Linked DNA regions of Mus musculus: region 1 is linked to region 2. The links are chromatin contacts, called in public HiChIP or PLAC-seq maps. All regions are on one chromosome and are shown on one strand. Each heading gives the region's core, a stretch centred on a gene start, on an enhancer-like site or on the middle of the called end of the contact. The rest is flanking DNA. Distances are from core to core; before and after follow the strand shown.

Evidence for each region. HiChIP or PLAC-seq counts read pairs in DNA pulled down with a chosen protein or histone mark.
Region 1: a contact with region 2 is called in an H3K4me3 HiChIP or PLAC-seq map of bone marrow-derived macrophages, with 5 times the contacts expected there. The contact joins two enhancer-like sites. A contact is called at or near these places in 1 of 484 Hi-C or Micro-C datasets (bone marrow-derived macrophages) and 5 of 115 datasets of contacts at active chromatin or transcription factors (T-cell acute lymphoblastic leukemia, bone marrow-derived macrophages, embryonic basal ganglia and 1 more).

Annotation. Positions count from the first base shown.
Region 1 is chr15:59,260,969-59,267,452 of GRCm38.p6, forward strand. The region is part of intron 2 of Gm36617 (a long non-coding RNA gene); the gene reads left to right. Among named protein-coding and RNA genes, the nearest start is that of Gm36617, 18 kb to the left of the region's middle. Within about 2 kb of position 2,918, at least 104 of the 459 cell types and tissues checked have an H3K27ac peak or open chromatin away from gene starts, as enhancers often do. A contact at or near this core is called in bone marrow-derived macrophages, where this site is marked.
Region 2 is chr15:59,017,662-59,025,219 of GRCm38.p6, forward strand. All of the region lies in intron 3 of Mtss1 (MTSS I-BAR domain containing 1), which reads right to left. Among named protein-coding and RNA genes, the nearest start is that of Gm41330, 27 kb to the left of the region's middle. Within about 2 kb of position 1,485, at least 56 of the 459 cell types and tissues checked have an H3K27ac peak or open chromatin away from gene starts, as enhancers often do. A contact at or near this core is called in bone marrow-derived macrophages, where this site is marked.

The DNA.
Region 1 (6,484 bases), core at 1,668-4,167, 240 kb after region 2:
CTCTTACGGAACTCTCTCAGGCATCTCCAATGCCTCTCTGTCCAGCTGGAATGAGGTGACCCACATCGGGGTGGATGGAGACTTTAGTAGGAGTCCCTGCCTGGGACCTAGAGGCCCCTCCAGCTTACCCCCTGAAGCAGTGTCAGGCCTTAGGACATTTCTGAGCCACAGGCTAATCAAGCGGAAGAGGAAAATACAGGTCACGGAGTGTGTGCCACAGGTAGCTGAGACAGCCAGGTTGACATTGTTACTCAGTAGGAGTGTTTTTCCCCGAAGAATCCCCTTGAAGCCTTATTTCTGAGAGAATGAACACACATCTCTCATATTCTTCTCTGGTACCTCTTGCCCAGTGACTTGGGTGAAGCAGCCAGGAATTGCCTCATTTTAACAGGAAGAACTCAGAAACCAGAAGCAGTAACAGACTTCCCCAAGCAATGAATTCAGGCCTTTCTTCCACTAAAGGTGGGACAGAGAAAGACTTCAGGATGGCCTGGAGCCCAAGCAGGGACTGAGGGGGTGGAATCTTACTCAAGCACCAAAGGCCAAGCTAAGTATGCAGAGTCTCTATGGACAGCCTCTGGGACTGGAGCCAGCCAGGACAGAACCATATCCCCACCCTGGTCAGTCGACAGAGTCCAAAGGACAGCCATTTGCTCCTCTCCCAACCTTTCCTGTGTGTTCTCTCTGTTGTCTGAGACTCCCAAGCTTTGTTGCTCCATAGTCACATTCAAATGAGTAGTTTCCCAATTTCAATGGGGTGTTAACTCAATGCCCAGCCATCATCACCTACACCACTGAGGCAGGGAGAACACCCTCTCCAGGAAGGCAGCATCAATAAGTCAGCTTGCAAACATCTCAAGAGATCTATCTAATCGAGTACATGTTAAAAGGAGCGACTTCTGGTCCGCATCCTCATCCTGTTTGACAAAGTGAGGGAACAGAATAGGGTCCCACTTGAGCAAAGCTCAAGGGAGGTAGAGGCCAGTTATTCAAGGGATAGGTGAGAGGTGGCCCACAAAGACTTGGTAGAAAGACATACTTTCAAGTGAGCCTTGAGTTGTGTCTATCCGGTGGAATGGGTGGAGAAAGACATCTTAGGGAAAGAAACAACTTGCAAAGACAGAGCAGTGTGACACGCCCACCTCCTCCAAGGCTTCTGTGAGGACCTGCAGGCAGCTATGCAAAGATCAAGCCCTACAGAGTGATGTGGAAGAGGAGATTGATAAATCTGGGCAGAGAGGGAAAGCCTGGGCCAGAAAACAAACAAACAAGCAAGCAAACAAAAAACATGGTGAAGGTACGGAGCTTGCCCTGGAAAGATTGAGAGTCATTGCAAGAAGCCTAAGCCAGATGGCAATGGTGACATATCTTCATAATGGCAGTGAGGTCCCAGGCAAGATAAGCAACCTCTCTGTGCCTCTGCCTTCAAATCTGTCATGAGGATAATAACAGCATCTTCTTTACTCAGAGGGGCTAACGGCTATGCAAGCCAGGACTGTGTTAACAAGAAGCTGTCATCACAAGCACATTTTAGAAGGGACTATCCAGTTTCTAGGGCAAGGCAAGGAAAGAAGGATGGACCAGATGGACCACAATAGGAGGTGACTGCGGGGATCCAGGTGCCAGGTGATGGTGGCCCCATGGAAAGCACTGGGAAAGCATTAAGCAGGAGAGACCAAAGAGCCATCAGAATAGCAAGTGGGAGTGGTGAGGGAGGAGGAGGGATCAGAGAGCATGGAGAGATGACATAGGAGTCCCAGAAAATCATCTACACAGCCAGGGAAATGCACCAGGGGGACAGAAGCAGGCTAAGAGAACCGCTGGCCACAGAGGCCAGAGAGGAGAGGACAGCCTAGCCATTGCAGTCGCTGAGAAGATCTTGTCAAAAATGTAGACAAGCTGGGCAGAGGTCTCTCCTCACAAGCAGAGTAGGAAGCATCTCTCAAATTCTTGGCTGTAGCTTCCATTAACGACAGTGGATCTCTTATAAATTAAGCTCCTCCCCCATACCCTCAAAGCAGTTGAAAAGTCAAAAGAATAGTAAGATCCCACCACTGAAGATAATCTTCTAGCTGTCCTCATTGTTTTGAACAAGACCTCTTTCACATTGGAAATGGAAAACCGTGTTGTTGCCTGCATACCATGGGCTTTCACCCCTCACCAAGGACAGGTCAACACCCTCAGTACAACATGACCTCCCCTCCCCCCCCCACCCCCCCCACCCCTCACCCCCCCCCCCGCTCTACTACCCGTCCTCCAGCCTGAACACCAAACCCTCTTCTTCTATCTTCTCTTCCTCACTGGCACCAGATCGCCCTGGAACTTGCAAGTCTTTCTCCAATTATATCCCAGAACAAGAGCAATGAGATGAGATTCTTGCCTCATTTCTGACCTTTTGAGGGGCTTTTATTTTTTTTACTACTCCACCTGGATGCTTCCCACCCTCTATCAGCATATACGCATCATGGGCACTTCCTGGAAGGCTGTGGAGAAGAAAGCATCGTGGTAATTAAGGAGCCAACTTTTCCTGTCCAATTACCATGCCTAGAAAGCAACAGAAGCCCAACCTGAATGGAGAGGCTCTTGCCGGCTGCTGGATAGCCCGAGTCTCCACCCAGTGGAGGACGTCCTTCTTTGGAGGCCAGCAGTCTGCTTGTGGTTGGGTGATCAGCAGCTGCTTCCTGTTTGCTTCCGTGCTGTCTTTGGAGGCATTGCTATCTAAAATTGTGTGAGAAATAGAAACTCTGGCCTGTGAGGACCCTTTTCTATGAAATAAGTTCCTAGGAATGACCCTCCTGATTCAAGTAAATGGCCTCACAGTGATTTTGATTGCACGAGCCTCTGGCACAATTGCCTTGTCACTCTCTCTTGCCTCGCATGACAGTTTTCATGCCTCCTCCTCTATGTTGCTAACATCTGGGGCCAGATTAATCCTTTATGTGGGCAGGGGAGAGGGCGGCTGACTGTCGAATGCATTGTAGGATGTGTGGTTGCACCTTGCGTCTGTACCCACAAAATGTCAGAGGCACCCTTCTCCCATTCAATGGTGACCATCCCAAATGTCTCTTAAAGATTGCCAGATGTCCTCTGGAGGGGTGTGTGTGTTCGTGCAGATGGGGAACTCTCAGGGGAAGACAACTGTCTAGTTCAGCTCTTTATTCTCTTCTAATGTTTTGCAGACTTCTTGGCATAAGGCCCGGGTGTCCAGTGAGGGACGAGAATGTGAATCACACTCTGTTTGGCAGTGGACATTTAAAAAACTTCTCTAGATGGTCACTGTATGGAAACTCCCTCTATAATCTTTTCCTCTGGGTCACATTCAAGTTGTGGAGCAAGCTCTGCTGCTTCTCTACCTCTGGGGAGACTCTGTGACCCAACTTTTCTATCTCAATTTCCATGGAGGTCAATGGATTTGAAAGCAAGATTTTCCTGGGGACTAAGAAATGGTCCCCAGATGCTTGAGTAAAATATAAGGGAAGTATCAATGGGTCTTTGGGGATGTTAGGGGAGCAGAAGCTCAACTATGACAGGAGATCCACTGGGCAAGGCCTTGGGTGGTTCGGAAATAGCAGAGACTTGCCAGGCTGAGATAACAGATGTCTAAGTGGATAGAGGACTCAGGGCCAGCAAGACTCTGGAAACCTGGACATTGACTAAGTTCTCAGGTCCTTGGCGCAGACTGGACATCGTGGGGGAAATAGAATCTTCAAGATTGACTGAGATACTGTTAAAGCTTGGAGTGTAGATTAAGTTGCTTTGTTGGTTTCTGGCATACCTGACTTCTGACTTGGGATTGGTACCATGGCAAGTACAAAGTGCTAACTAAATCAATAGTAGCTAGTATTTATTGAGTGCTTATTATGTACCAGACACTGTTCTTTCAGTTTTTGATGAATTTTCTCCTTTGATCTTCACAAAGTTCCCATGAGTAGGTCCCATTGATTGTAATCTCTTGAGTTAAAAATAAGGAACTGAAGACATATTCTCAAGGTGGTAGATGCAAGACAGTAAGAATCACAACCACGGAGCACCCACTCTGAGCCAAATACTGTTTGATACTTTGCAGGCACTGATTTATTTAATTCTCACAACAACCTATTGAAAGAGGTACTATTGCCAGGTGTGGTAGTGCACACCTTTAATCCCAGCACTCGGGAGGCAGAGGCAGGCAGATTTCTGAGTTCGAGGCCAGCCTGGTCTACAGAGTGAGTTCCAGGACAGCCAGGGCTACACAGAGAAACCCTGTCTCGAAAGAAAAGAAAAAGGGAAGAAAGAAAGAAAGAAAGAAAGAAAGAAAGAAAGAAAGAAAGAAAGAAAGAAAGAAAGAAAGAAAGAGAAAAAGAAAGAAAGAAAGAGGTACTATTACCAAGTCAATTTTACAGATAAGAGAACCAAAGATGAATTTTACAGAAAGTGAACCACAGAGGAATTTTACCCAAGAGCCACAGCTTGTACATGATAGGTTTGGACTTTGAACTTAGAGAGCTTGGCTGCAGAGTCTGTGTCATCTTGCTGGTAAGCCAAGCTTTTGAGACTCCAGGACCCCCTGTCTTCTCCACGCTCTCTAACATGAGCCACACAGTAGCTGCACATTAGTAGTGCCGGGAGCTAGAGTGACTTCTTCACAGACAAAGCTGTGAGTTGTTGACTCTGCTTTGCGTTTGCATCAAACAAGGAGACTAAGACCAGTTTCCCCATCTGGAAGGTCATTAGCTCTCTATACAAGAGAAGTAACATTGCTCAAACAAGAACTGATGACTAAGGCTAGGAAGGTCATTAGCTCTCTATACAAGAGAAGCAACATTGCTCAAACAAGAACTGATGACTAAGGCTAGGCACTCTGTGTAAGGTGTCTTTAGGGAGCATCACCAGACAGAGCTTGATCAAAGGAAAAGGAGAAGGAAAAGAGAAAACTCTGTCATTGGGAAACCTATAGAAACAAATTGAGAGTATTCAGCCTAGTAAAGTGTGTGGTGTAGTACAAATAGATGTCTTTAACCCTGGGATTCTGAGGGTTAGGTCAGGGAAGGATTCATGTCACATGATACTTCTTGCACGTGGCAGTTGGACACAGTCCCTCTGAATGGATAGATCTCCCTTTTACTAGGTTCATGTTCCCCTATGCAGTGAAGGACTTTCTACACACCCCAGTTTAAGCCAATAGAATATTTTATTATTATTCTTTTTAGATAATCATAGAACTCTAAATATGGACGACATACTGTAAGATAGTAGCACATTAATGTCATTTTATAAGAATTATGCTGACATTGGAATTAATTATGAAAATGTTCCTTGTATCCACTTACCTAAAGATGCATTTAAGAGTGAACTGACTTACAGAGAAGCCCCACCAATGAAGCCTCTTCAAGATGGCTGCCCAAACAAGGTCTGAACAAAGACAAGGCCAATGACATGCTAACACGAAAGGGGCAAATCTCCTAAGTCTTCAGCCTTAGACAAAGAACTACAGGTGGCTAAGGAATGCTGAAAGGAAGAGAAATAGTCTTCCCTGGGAAGGGCCTCCAAACTGATGATCCAATACCACGTGGTCAGCCCTGAAACCATATACGTACAAGTATATTACAAAGACCGATCAGGTTGTATATATGTATTTAGGAATGAGAGGCCGCACGTTTGAGAGAGAAAGCAAGGAGGGGCTGGAGGAGAAAATGATATATTTTAATTTCAAAAAGTAAGAAGGAAAAAAATGTAAGTGAATCGACTTGTATGGGATTTGCATTAAAATGCTTAGGCAAGGATAGATAAGACTATCATAGCAAAATATTGATGGTTCTTGGATCTAGGTACTGACTGTAGTTTCCTGCTTTCTTTTGTGTCTGGAAATTTTTATAACAGAGATTATATTAATAGATTTTAACCCATAGATAGCTTGACAATTAGTGCATGGCTAAATTTGGCTTTGAAATTTCTGATAGTCTGTTGACAGAATCTAGCAGCTCTTACAGACACAGAACCAGTCAGGGTCCAGCCCTGGGCTTTACCTTGGTTCTGACATTGACCTCATTGAAGCAGCCCCTTTTTCTCTACTCTGTACACTTTTCATTTGGGGGGGGGTTCTTTTTTAAAATTATTGGATATTTTATTTACATTTCAAATGTTATCCCCTTTCCCAGTTTCCCACCCCCAAACCCCCTATGTCCCATCCCTCCTCCCCCTGCTTCTATGAGGTGTTCCCCCACCCACCCACCCACTCCCACCTCCCTGCCCTCGAATTCCCCTACACTGGGGCTTTGAGCCTTCACAGGACCAAGGGCCTCTCCTCCATTGATGCCAGACAAGGCCATCCTCTGCTACATATGCGACTGGAGCCATGGGTCCCTCCATGTGTACTCCTTGGTTGGTGGTATAATCCCTGGGAGCTCTGGGGAGTCTGGTTGCTTGATATTGTTGTTCTTCCTATGGGGTTGCAAACCTTTTCAGCTCCTTCAGTCCTTTAACTCCTATATTGGGGACTCCTTGC
Region 2 (7,558 bases), core at 235-2,734:
TTGCCAGCTACCTCCTGGTAGCTTCTTCTTGGACTTGCAGCTTCTAGAAATTTGCGAAATGGTCTATTTTATTACTGCTGCTTAAACCAACATAGCATCTCCGCATTATTTCAAAGGACTGTAAACAAGCCCCTGGAACTTTGAACTCTGTTAATAAGCATGATAGTAATAACCTCCACAGGGGAACCCCAATGAGCAATCCCCCATATTGCCTTCCTGCCCATTTACAGCAACTCTTTCCAACATCAATAATAGGTAAAATAATAGTATTAGCTAAATCGTACAAATTATGCCAATAACACAGCGCTCAGGCTCCATGGACAGTTCAGAGTCTTTGCAGGAGCAATGAAGAGTTCCTCATCCATTTCTCCCGATTTACGTGGTTTGTACCTTGTGAATGGTGTGTGCGCGCATGTGTACGTGCCTTGCTCCACAGCATTGGTGGGTTGCTCTTTAAATAAAATGAAGTAATTGGATTGCAACAGGCTTATTGCAGAAACGCTACCCAAAGTCACAGGGAGTCACTTGGCTCGTTTCTAAAAGTGATTAAGGACACGTAGCTACAATCGGGCTGACATAGGCACTCGGATTGTCTATGTCAACTCCATCAGCCCCACCGGTTGAATGCCACAGCAGTCTTGGGGGGAAGACTCTAGGCTAGGTCTACTATCTGCAGCCTCCCCTTCATCCTGGATTCACTTTCTCTACCTAGGCTGTTCTAGCCCAATCTGGGTGACGTAAGACATCACCACAAGGAATGGCTAGCAGTATGACAAGCAACAAAGTCAACTCCAGGCCAGGAGAGCTGTCCTGAACATCATGAAATAAAGAGGCCACACAGAACACCTACTCGGGAATAAAGACCTGCATGTAAGCAAAATCCCTCCTCTTCCTGTCCTCTGCCTTAAAGTGACCTCATGATTCCCTATCCATGGAATCCAAACAGCCTGAGTAGTATCAGGGTGGTCTCTGTCAGACTCTGTCTGCACACACTGCAAGGCACCACCCCCAAATCATGGCAGCTGGAGGGTGTCCTACAGCTGTCCCCAAAACGCCTTTGGGCTTCAAGGCAATACACACATGCACAGAAGGCCTTCTCGGGCCCTGACCTCAGCTGTGGGGGACGGCACTCTGTGCAGCCTAGAGTTAGATTTCAGCACACACAATCATCTGACTGACTTGGCATCAGCTGGGCCACAGAGACAGGAGCCCAGAAAAGGCAGCATTTTAACCCCAGAGAGAAGGGACAGGGAATCACTGACACGGGGTATATTGTCTATTTCTTTGGGTACTGAAAACGGTATGTATGTAGATAAACACGTGTATGTACACACACAGACACACAGACACACAGACACACAGACACACACACCCTCGGACCGAGTAAAAACAAAATCAAAGCGGTGCATCAGCCAAGCCTTCCCCCACAATAGCACAGATCACTCACCCACGACTCCAACCGAAAAGGAAGTTGTTGGGTTGTAGTTAAACTCTTCCTCCCACTCGCCTCCCATCCTGTGCTAAATGTGAGTCTCTGGCTTACTGAAGGAATCCACACAGCCACAATAACTCTGTGAAGCTTGTACAAAAAAAGCCCACGAGATGGGTGCTCTAAATTCTGAACGTGGGATGCCTCTGTACTCACTCGGCAGAGATCTCCCGCCCACTTTCCCATCCCTCCTTTCTGCTGGGTGCTTCCCGTGAAGGGCTGAGTTCTCCTTCACATTTAGGGGCTTCCTGCTGCTGTCTCCCCTCTGAAGCAACAGCATTGGGGAAGAGGCACTGACTGAAGTCACAGTATATACACAGACAGAGACACACAAGATGAACGCGTACATGTACACATACACCTCATATTTGGATCACTCTCGGTCCTCCAGACATGAGGTTGTTTTCAATCTACAGAGACAGAGAGAAAATATCCAGTAAGCAGTACAGCCCATCCCCCGCTGGCAGCGAGATGCTAGGGGGCTTCAGGAAGGGCCTGGCCAAGAGGGAGTTAACCTCTGAGAATTCTCATCCTTTAAGTTCAATAAGGGAAACTTACCAACCTATTTAGGTCTCAAAAATGACAATGAAAAATTATCTCTTTCTAAAATACAAGGGTCATTTGGAAAAATGAGAAGCCCGAGAAACCAACGGTCATGAAACCCGCTCTCCAGAAACACCACAGAAATTACGTTCATTTCCTTCCAGGACTTTTTCTTCCTGTAAACAGATGGATTCTTGCAAGCAGTCCCTGCCAGCTCACCCAACAGCCCCAGCATCCATATGAGTGGTTTTTAACCTTCTGAATTCTGAGACCCTTCACTACAGTTCCCCATGCTGTATGCTGTGGTGGCCCCAACCATAAAACTATTTCCATTACTACTGCATAACTGCCATTTTGCTACTGTTAGGAGCTGTATGTAATGTCAATTTCTGATATTCAGGACGTTTCATCCATGACTCCAAAGGGACCATGACCCACAGGTTGAGAATCACTGATCCAGACAAAAGGCAAGCTTGTCGATCCACGTCTCCCACTCGCTCTTAGAAACAGAAGCTCCCACTGGCTCAGGCTAACATGGAAGGAAACCATGCCTAGGAACTGGACAGACTAGACCGTGAAGGAGTGGGTCCACACAAAGCCAGGGTAGGCACTGCTAACAGAACCATAGACCCCATCCCCACCCACACCCAGGCCTCAGTGAGAGACAGCTAGGCGACATTCCTGGCCCAAATAGTCCCTAACCATAACCCTTTGAGAGAAGTAGACTCAGCAGTGACTAATAAAGGGCTTCCCTGCATGCCAAGACCCTCAGACCCTATGCAGCGGGGAGCTGGTCACTCTCTACTTAACATGTATCTGAACTTGGTGTGCTTTGCTGCACGCAGCTGCTGGCCTCTAACCCCACTCTTACTTCGCAATCTGTAAGTGGAAGCCCTGCTCATCTCTATGCCTGTGTCAGCATACAGTAGGTGCTCATCTCTATGCCTGTGCCAGCATACAGTAGGTGCTCAAGAAATGTTAGCTGAATGAGTGGGTCAGGCTTTTACTCATTATGTGAAAAGGGCAGACACCTTCGTTTTCGTCTATTACATTTCTTCTCCCATTAATAGGCAGAAAGGAGAAGGCTCCCTCCTGGGCCTGTCTACAGTCCTCTCTGGAGTGGGAAAGTCAAGGGATGGGTAGGGTGATGCAGCCATGTATAGCTTCTTCAGGATGTTCTAGTGTTCCAGGGGCCTAAGTTTGCAAGCCATGGTGAATTTGGGAAAGGGGTGAGGTCAACCCTGTATACATGTCTAAGATGTACCTACTCTATTTGAACAGGCACTCTCATACTTCAGAACCTCTGCCCCACAGCATATTAAAGCTGTTGTGTATTTAAATACCGGGTATGGAGACTAGGACACAGACAGACAGACAGACAGACAGACGATGGGACAGGTCTGCTCTTTATTCCCCAGCATCCATGCTCCCTCCCACATCAGCTTTCCTAAATTGAACCATGCATGCCAATAAGGAAAATGCAGGTCAACAGCTCAGGCGACTTCTAATGGTCTGTGTGACCAAGACGTGTAACCATGAGCCATCCCGAATCTATTTCATTTAAGAAGGCTAGCTGCTGCCCCGCAGCTACACAATGACATGAAGATGTCAGAACCCGGGACACCTCCACCTCCACCTCCACCCTCCCTGCCTCAGGGAGATGCTGCCTCTGACACAAAAATAGACAGCCTGCACTCCCAGTGTGCCCAAAACCTGCACAAATGTCTCTTTAGAAGAGGATCCACTCAGAGAGGCCAGAAAGTCTCTCCTTGAAGATTAGCATGAGGTAAGCTTAAGCCCCCTGCTTAACCTCACTGAGAACTTGTCCACAGCCTCCAGCCCCATGCTCCACAGGGGCCTTGGCAAAGACCTGCGCATAAAGTCAAAGCCACAAATGCTCTGGAGTGGAGGGAAATCCCATGCCCCTATGATTGATAAGTCTCTTCTCTTCTCTCTATGCCAAAGGCTTCTGAGAGCCACGTGGGGAGCTCAGGCGGTGAGTGGGGAACCCCAGGGCACCTTCACACCATCAGCCCAGAACTAGCCACCTGCTTAGGCCATGCTACCATCAAGGTCGAGGTGGTAACCCCACCTCCTCCCAGTACTCCTGTTTGTCTGCTGGAGACCTGGCTGGCCCAGTGTTCACTATATAGCCCTGGTTGGCCTTGAACCCCTTAAAGCAGTCCTCTTGCCTCAGGCTCCTGGTTATCTAATACGTACCACACCCCTAGGCTCCCTACACTCACCCAGCAAATGCCACAAACGCTTTGCCCCTCCTCAGCTCCTCTGCACCTACAGCTTCTCATTCCCAAAGGCTTTGGGAATATTGCACCCCCCCTTGTCACTTCAGCTCCTTCTTATACATGGCTGGGTACATGCACAGCTCAACCAACATTGGATGGGATAAGACAGTGTCCTGTTTCTCAAGAAAGGCAAAGACAGAGACAGGCTGGGGTATCATGGGAACAGGGAGGGGGACGAGGGAGGAACCTGGGAGGCTGGAGAGCTGGGACCCAGACCTAGTGTGTCCAATTGGATGCTAGCAGAAAAACAAGTCCCTGGAGGTCTCTGCATACAGCTGAGAAGTACAGACAAAAACAGGGCTCAGATGTAGCGAGGAGCCCGTGCTGTGGGAGAGGCCTGCACACTTCAGTGTGGTGAGCAGGCTGTGCAGGTAGGGACCTCAGGAGAGGCCAGCTGAACTGGAAAGCAGAGCACAGCAACACCTGTGAGGCCACTCCCCCTAGAGTCCCGGGTGTCACCCAGGGCCTTGCTGGGTTTTTCCCAGGAGTGGTTTTATGACTTAGAGCCACAGGCACAGGCTCAACCGGTCATCATGGGGGCCACCAAGTCACTGGCCCTAATTAAGGTTGCCTGAGACACAGGCGTGTCCACCTTCTTCCAGCAAGGCCTGCCTCTAGATAAAGGCCTCTCTACCACAAATGCCAGAGGCTGGGTTCTCCAAGCGGCTCTGCTGCCCTTTAATTTGGTGGTACCCGGACAGTCTCATCTGAACCCAGCCATTTAAGATTGCCAAACCTCTCTCTAATCGTTGGGAATACATAAATCGGGATTGAGGAACACACAGGATTAGAGGCTACACGCTACAAGGGGGCCCTTCATTTCCCCTCAGGTTTGGAAAAGGCGTATGACCGCTAGGTTGTGCACTGACTGGAAGTGTAAACGCTCCCAACCCCTGAGGCTCCACGGAATTACAGGCAACCCAGACCCTGGCTTGTCAGGAGACCCATCTCGTCTGAAATCCGTAGAATTTGCTGTGAGCACTCTTTCAATGTCAAAGCCATTAGTCACTGAGCCCCCAAGGCCTGCTTCCCTTAGTCCCTAACTAAATGCCACCACACACAGTACTGAGAGGCTGCCAGGTCCCACAAGCCTGGTGCTGTACACCACTCTCTCAAGAGGCCTACAAAGCCTTTACCCATCCTAGAATCAAGTAAGGCCAACCCGACTCACACATTTCTGAGACACCATGATTTAGGTGACAGGACTTTATTTTTCTCAGTGCCGCATAACAAAGGTGATTTGAGGAAACTAGTATTTTGACAGACAGGGACACTTACCCTTAATGCCAATGGTGACACCGGGAGAGTTGGCTCTTGTGTCATGAATGTCATGAGCAAAACCTAGATCTGGAATGTCTAAGACATCTCTGTCTCTGGGATTCTCCAGAGCTTTCTATGCTCAGTTCAGTAACTCTGTGATGGCCAATTCTACCCCCACCCCACCCCCAGTTTACAGACCTTACCTTGTCCCCCTTTTCCATCTCTACAGACATTAATTCATAGTTCTATTCAAAACTCATAACCTCCAGGACACCTTGGCCTGTCGCTATGTCCGCTTTCATTTACCATCCTCCTTGGGAAGCTGCCTGTGGCGCGCTCTCGCTCGCTCGCACGTGCTCTCTCTCTCTCTCTCTCTCTCTCTCTCTCTCTCTCACACACACACACACACACACACACACACACACGAACACACCTCCTGGGTTCCAGCCTTACCAGGCTGATCTTATGAAACACGGTGGTGGACATACAGCCTGTGCAGACCCACCTCGGAGGGACAGTCTGTCCCGCTCTACCACAAACCAGTTCTGTGTTCTGAGCAAGAGTTACTGGGCCTCTGTGTGTGCGTCCCTTATTCTGTCTATCAGCTAAAAGAACCTGCTTTCAGGAGCTTTTATGATGAGCCTTTAGAGCTGTGCTCATTAGCACCTAGCACACAGTAAATGTTCAACAAACTAAGCTACTATTATGTTCCCACTGCATTTTAACAACCTGCTTATTTGTAGTCATCCTCTGCTCAGCCTGAGGCATCGGATCGTCCTCCCAGGCATATCATCCGGGCCAAGTACTACAGCTACCTCACCAGAGCTAAAATAATGAGGATGACGATGACGGTGATGATGATGATGTGGAATGCCCAGATAAATGAACATGTAGCTATGTTCATCACACATGGAAGGCATTGCTCTCAGGGACTCCACGCAGCTCGATTATAAACGCTAAATAGATGTTCTCATAATGTACAGTACAAGTACAACCAGAGGAAAATTAATTCTGGCAGGAAAGGGCACTGAAAAAAAAAAAAAAAAAACTAGGAAAGGAAGGCGAGAAAGAAAAGAACAACAACAACAACAGAAATGGCCTAAGCAAAGCCCACTTGGATTGAAGAACATGGCCGTCCTGGGGCTGGGGTGAAGGGACAGGAAGGAAGAGAAAGGAGAGGAGGATGCTGGCCAGCGCAGAAGCCACCCCCCTAACAGAGCTGGATGAAAAAGGAAAGGAGATGGCTGGATCTCAACTGCAGAAAAGAAGTCCAGGCCGTTAGGGGCACCATGGAGTCCCAGAGGATCAGATAAAGGAGGGGTGGGAGGAAGGGAAACTCAACAGAGCCCAAGACAGAAGTCGCCTTCCGGATCTAGCAAAGGAAAAGAACGCGTTTTAGAAGCAGGTTGGGATTTGGGAAGAGAAGACGGAGATTCCTTCATCCCCTCCTCTCGGTTCCCTCCCTCCTCTCGAGGAATTTGCCTTTAGACTGTAGGCTGAGGTAAAGGTGCAGCCTCCATTCGGTTCTCTGTGAGAGAGGCTAAGGGACAAGGAGGAGATATGTGAAGATGTCACACACATTTCTGTAAGAATACTAATAAGGAAAAGTCCAGGAAGAGACTAAAACAGAACAAAGACCAGAGGGAAACCAAGACCCAGTGTGACTTGAAGCCAACTGGTAAGAAACACTCAGGTGGGGCGACAGGTCAGATGTAGTCACAGAACATGGAAGAGTGACAGCGGGAAGAGGAGAGCAAGATCATCCATCAGTGAGTGTTCAGATGAACTGTGAGGCCCATCTCCATGCTCCCTCTTAACCCAGCCTTGGCTCATCTAGAAAACGTATTCCGGTAGATGGTAGCAATGGACACAACAGACTTCCAGGAGGTATCTTAAACATTTATGGCAGTAAGCCCTTGAACTGAAACAAGATGCACACAGAGCAGAAAATCCCTGGTTTAAA